Linked DNA regions of Mus musculus: region 1 is linked to region 2. Evidence: chromatin contacts called from public HiChIP or PLAC-seq data. All regions are on one chromosome and are shown on one strand. The core of a region is the stretch at or near the end of the contact, and the rest is flanking DNA. Distances in the headings are between cores, read along the strand shown.

Evidence for each region. HiChIP or PLAC-seq counts read pairs in DNA pulled down with a chosen protein or histone mark.
Region 1: an H3K27ac HiChIP or PLAC-seq map of heart atrium shows a contact between it and region 2, with 5 read pairs. The contact joins two enhancer-like sites. A contact is called at or near these places in 1 of 39 promoter capture datasets (stem cell-derived epiblast-like cells), 1 of 484 Hi-C or Micro-C datasets (the 3T3-L1 cell line), 2 of 115 datasets of contacts at active chromatin or transcription factors (heart atrium and pancreatic cancer cells) and 2 of 9 other capture datasets (adipose tissue and liver).

The regions. Positions count from the first base shown.
Region 1 is chr3:30,245,221-30,248,064 of GRCm38.p6, forward strand. The region is part of intron 1 of Mecom (MDS1 and EVI1 complex locus); the gene reads right to left. Among named protein-coding and RNA genes, the nearest start is that of Mecomos, 230 kb to the left of the region's middle. Within about 2 kb of position 1,466, at least 51 of the 459 cell types and tissues checked have an H3K27ac peak or open chromatin away from gene starts, as enhancers often do. A contact at or near this core is called in heart atrium and pancreatic cancer cells, where this site is marked.
Region 2 is chr3:30,119,916-30,122,826 of GRCm38.p6, forward strand. The region is part of intron 2 of Mecom (MDS1 and EVI1 complex locus); the gene reads right to left. Among named protein-coding and RNA genes, the nearest start is that of Mecomos, 100 kb to the left of the region's middle. Within about 2 kb of position 1,421, at least 36 of the 459 cell types and tissues checked have an H3K27ac peak or open chromatin away from gene starts, as enhancers often do. A contact at or near this core is called in heart atrium and pancreatic cancer cells, where this site is marked.

The sequences.
Region 1 (2,844 bases), core at 216-2,715, 130 kb after region 2:
TCATTGTCTTAGAGAGGTCACCCATGGGCAGTCTTCAAAGCACCATGATCCCAGAAAAGGGTGAAAGGCAAACACTCGTCATGTTTCAACTCTGGTCCATGTGTGTGACATCTGAGTCTCTATGGCATATTTGTGCCCTAGCCTGCTGACATGGCTTGGCATGTGGAATTTTCCTAATGGTCTTTCAAGCTCCTTTGACTCTCAGTGTTTCAGTTAGCTTCCTTGTTCTGACCTAATCCATTTCTTCCCTCTGGGCCTTGCTACCTGACAGTATTCAAAGCACTTCATTAGTCTGCTGTCAGAAAGATCCAGAATGAGAGAGGGTTGGGAGAGGTAGCAACAGACAGGGCCAAGAGTACAATAGGAATTGAAAACAAATAGCAAATATATACATAAATATATTTCTCATATTATGGTATAGGCCTTGCTAAGCTTCTCTTAAATGGCGATGGAAAGAAATTGCTAGAGCCTTTTGGCATCTATTTACAGAATCCAAGAAAACAAAATAGAGACACTAACGTTCTGTGGGTAAGGCCTAGAGGGAAAGCATGACCTGGTTAATGTTTGGTATATTTTGTTGTTGGTGAGCCTAGTCACCAGTCTATACTGGAAGGCCTGGTAGGACCAGACTCCTTACATGCCCGTCTGTATTCCTTTCACAATGCAACATTTGCCTGAACTCTCTTTTAGCACTACAAAATTTTAAGAGATTTTTGGCAACCTCTGACCTACTGGCTTTTTTTCATAAGCCTTTTATATCCCCAAAGTGGCTTTGCTTCCAATCCATTTAAAGTAGAATAGAAATGCCGGTATTTACATCACAGCTTACTGGCAGGTCGCTTCTCAGGCATCTGCAGTGAGCAGAGTACGGCCTTTCAGCGTTCAGGCCCTATCTACAGCAATTATTTGCCAGCATATCTAAAAGAAGGCAGGCATTTCCTGCTGCACACAAATGGGACACTCTTATCTAAATCACTGTTTAAACAGGTATTTAAGAAAACACTATCACAGGCAGGAATTTACTGATGACGGAACACACTGGTTTAGGGCTGGACTGGATGGTTAAGGACTAGCCATTGTCAAGAAAGGAAGTATATCAGCATGAGGAAGGTATAGAGAATATTTCACAACTCCCCAGGGGTCAAGATGGAGGATCATAAACTTGGGAAAGTGGCCATGAAAAAGGCAGTTGCCTTGAGGTTTCCACCCGGTAACTCCTCTGAACCCTGGAGCCACCTGAGAGGAAGAGCTAGCGAGTTGGGCCAGTTTGTGTCTGGGACCATTCCACTGAAGCCATAGCAGATCCCCATAATGAAAGCTGGAGAACTGCCAAACTGGGCATGCCAAAAGCTTAGAAAATGTATTTCCTGGAAAGACACTTTGAGAATCGATTGGCTCTCCCACAATCCGTAACCTAGGCGAGAGCGTGCTCTGGCTCCCCAGCCCTGCTCTAGCCAGTGCAACTGGAATTTATTCCCAGTGGAGGCTTATAAAGCTGGGCTGTTATTCTCACATTAAGTACACTGCCCTCTGGTGAGGGCTGTGGTTTCTGTGTGGGCAGAATGTGTGGTTTACTATAGCTAATTTGTTTATGTTGTTGACGGTGGTTTCAGAGGAAAGCATGTTAAGAAGTGATCTGATTGGCTTCTTTACCAAGACCGTTTAAAGGTGGCTGAGACATGCTGGAGCATTAATGCGCTGTCACTAATGGGGAACGACTGGTCTCTTTGACCACGGATGTGCTTCACTGGGTTCTGCGTGGGACCTGAGAGCCGCAGTCTCTTTATGAGGGTTATCTAAGTGTGGCTTGGTGGCTCTTGCCAGAAGTACTACCGCCTTGTCTCAGAAGGGGAGCTAAACACTGAAGGAAAAAGTCCAGCCATGACTTCCCTCGCAAGGACACTGAAGAATAGTATATACTGAGAGAAGAGAATCAGACTGTTCCCAGAAGAGGAAAGGCAAAACCTTCCTGGAAGATGGCGATCGGGAGGAAGTAAAGGACCCTGAGAGCCTCACTTCGTGCTTAAGCCAGACTGCGCTGTCTGAGACATGAGTAAGGAGCTTGCGTGAGCTCAGGTCCATTCCACAGAAGAGCTCATGGAGACCTTCCCTACAGCTACAACACAGAAGAACTTTCTTCCAGCCAGGAGTCCTGCATAAGGAAAAGAAAATACTTATGCATGGCTGGCAGAAGAGGGGGTTGTGGCTTGCTGAGAAAGAGGAATGCAAGCGGGCAATTAAACATCCACAGCGCCACACTCGGCTGGAAAGGAAGCAGAGAGTACCCCAAAGAACAAAATTTCCTTAGACTCTCAAACTCAGGGAAGTCTTTTTCTGTTCTGTTTTTGGTCTTGTTTTGTTTTTTTTTTTTTTTTTTTAAATGAGAAGTTGATCCTTGTTATCACAGGTTTGTTAATAAAAGGACAACAGTGATTTGTGTCCTGAGGTAACATGATGAGGAAGGTCCCTCCAGTAAGATCAAACTCTGCTCCATTGTAAATACCATATCTCTGCTGTTAAAAACAAGTCTAGATGTTGCCAACGAGCACAATCTGCCGGCCCATTCTACCCTCTAAAGGGCTGCGGATTGAGTTTTCCGACACCCACCCCATCATGTGAAATGTGAAATCGTTCAAAATTGTGGGGATGGAATGTGACTGAAAACATAAAGGAAAACTTTGGGGTTTTTTTTTGTTTGTTTAATTTCAGAAAACATTATTCATTTTTTAAAACTTTTCAGAAAAATATGAACAGATGTGTGTGTGTATATGTATAGGCATATATGTGTGTGTGTGTGTATGTGTGTGTGTGTGTATGTGTGTGTGTGTGTATGCCAGCCACACT
Region 2 (2,911 bases), core at 171-2,670:
CCATGGAGACCAAGCTTGTCCCTAAGAGAGGATGAAGTAAAAATAAGTAAATCCAACAGTGTGGATTTCCACCTGAACACAGATGAAACAAATCCAAGAGACGACCATTTTCTCCCAGGGAGTTGCTCAGTGTTGGCATCAAAATGTTTTGCCTGGATCTAACATATATGTTTAGCTATCAGCAGGGAAAGATGTAGTACACAGAGCTAGTGAGACGGTTCTGTGGGTACAGGTAGATGCGGGACAAGCACCACTACTTCAGTTTGATCCCAACCCTACTTTTAAAAAGCTGTCTGCAGTAGAGGGGAGGCATACTTGCCACCCCAGCACTCCTATGTGTGCGTGTAAGTGTAGACATAATTGGCTGGAAGGTACAGAGCAGATCTCCTGAAGAAGAAAGCACAGGAACAGAAATAGTGAGAGAGATGCTGCTTCCAAAACCACATGGAAGAAGAAGACTAACTCCTGAAAAGTGTGCTCTAGTCCCCACAAGTGCCCTGTGGCAAGGAGTGCTCTCTCTAGCTTTCTTCTCTCTCCCTCTCCCCTCTCCCCTCTCCCCTCTCCCTTCTCTCCCCTCTCCCTTCTCTCCCTTCTCCCTTCTCTCCCCTCTCCCCTCTTCCCCCTTGTCTCTGTCTCTGTCTCTCTCTCCTTGCTCGCTCTCTTCTTGCTCTCTCACTCTCTCTTGCTTTCTGTTTCTCTGTCTCTCTTTTTCTCTCCCTCTTTTCCTTCCTTCCTTTATCCCTCCCTCCCTCTCTCCCCTCCCTCCCTCCCTCCCTCCCTCTCTCCCCCCATCATACACAGTAGAGCAAGGGGGTCTATGTGGCAGTAATTCAGTAATGAGAAATGATGAACAGGCAGGAAAGATGGGAGAGTGTATCTAGATTTCGTGCTCCCACTTTCTGGTACCCACTTGTCATGATTTTGCTGATGTAGAGATTGAGGCCAGGATCTGTGACTTCCCAGCATCCTAGTACTTGCAGAGCAGGCCTAGAGCCATTTCCAGATTTTCACGAGGCAGGGATACTGATTCTCTGGAAAAGAAAGTCCTTGTGCAGCAAAGCTGGAGCTGAGCAAACACGAAGAACGTGATGACACACTTCCAGAGAGACAGCCAGCACGAAGATCATGCACCAGAGAAACTGACTCATAAGGGGCCCGTAAATGGGAATTCAGGGTGTTTCTAATCTTAGAGTTAGTTCTAAATAGAATTAAAATGATACCCATGAAGAAAGAAGAAGAGGAAGAAGAATGCTGGAGAAATAGAATGCCCTTGTCAAATGTACCTGGAATTTGTTAATGATCTAATAGACATTATAAACACCAAAGTGTGTCGAAAGTATTTGAAGAAACTGGTCATCCTTTTTCACTTTGTGAGTAATATCTGGGAATGGGATAAAAAATAATGATGGCCTCTAGGGAAGGTTTAAGAATGAGGTAATTTGCATGTTTCTTCCAGAAAACATTGAGTGTATCCTTCTCTTCTGCCAGGATAATTTTAAATGGTTGGCATCTAAACTGAAAAATCTCTGCAAATGTTGATCAATGTCCTGGTGCGGCTCTATATTTATGTCAGTGTGACAGTTCATTCTGGACTTGTACAGTGAAGCTAGGCAACTATTCAGTCTTCATATTTTTATTCAAGGCTTGAAGAAAATCCTAAAGTTCTGGGTAGACCTGAGTCTTAGATTCTGGTTCTTCTAAAGCTAGAGCAACAGCAACTCAACCAAGGAGGGAAAAATGGTCACTTCTCTGGAGAAATCTTGACTATTTATATTATTCCCTCTGCCTCTTCTGTCACATAATATTCTGGCCTTTCTCAACAACCAAGTAAATTTTGTGGACAAATGCTTCCACTTCCATCAGAGATGTAGCCAATAGAGTGTATGCCAATGTAAGCTAAGCTTGATATATTTTCTACAAGAAAATAACTATCCTACATCCCAACTATCAGATGGAGTACTCATCTATGAATGAATAAATTTCAGAGAAATAAGTGTGACAAATATATTGGAACAAAATATACAATGATTCTGAAATGCATAATTAATAGTTGAAGGTGTGTCAGGGTTTATTTACTTATAAAGAAACTATGTGTTTATAGTTTGAAAGTAAAACCCAAAGTTGTGAGGCCAGTTATTCAACTCATGCAGATGGTTGCTAATCTCATGAAGTCTCATCAACATGGCTGCCTAGGCAAGACTTGAACAGTGATGCCATCAATAGACAAGCTAGTGTAGACGGGAGGAATCGAACAGGTCCTCAACTTAGACAATTATGGGCAACTGCACAATTCTGAGTGGCAGATACAGTCTTCCTCCAGGAAGACTCCTTCAGTTGAACATTTGATACAAAGTGGTTGGCCATGATGTCATATACATTTAGGTATACGGGTAACATTATATGGATTTGAGGATGTAGTATATATATATGTGAGTGTGTGTGTGTGTGTGTGTGTGTGTGTGTGTGTGTGTGTGTGTGTGCGTGCGTGTGTGTGTTTATGAGAGAGAGGAGGGAGAGAGAGAAAAGAAAGAGAAAAGAAGAGAGAGAGAAGGAGAGAGCAAGAGGGAGAGAATAATGACAATTAAAGAAGCCACGACTTTGAGATTAACAAGAGAGGTGCATGGGAGGAATTAGAGGGAGGAAAGGGAAAACAATGTGATAACTTCAAAAGTATTATTTTAAAAAGTTACATGTGACCACATACTGATACAGCTATTCTAACTTCTGAGTGACCTGTCTCATTAAAGGTGGCTTAGCCATCCTTGTTCTAAGCCCTGAGTTGAAGACTTCCTGGCTCCTTCTCGGAGGTCTCTGCTTGGCAGGGCTCTCATTGCTTGATTCTCATCGCTCTAGTTAGGAAGTAGATCATCCTTGCTTTCTCACAGCTCAGCACACACCCATGTCTAGTTCC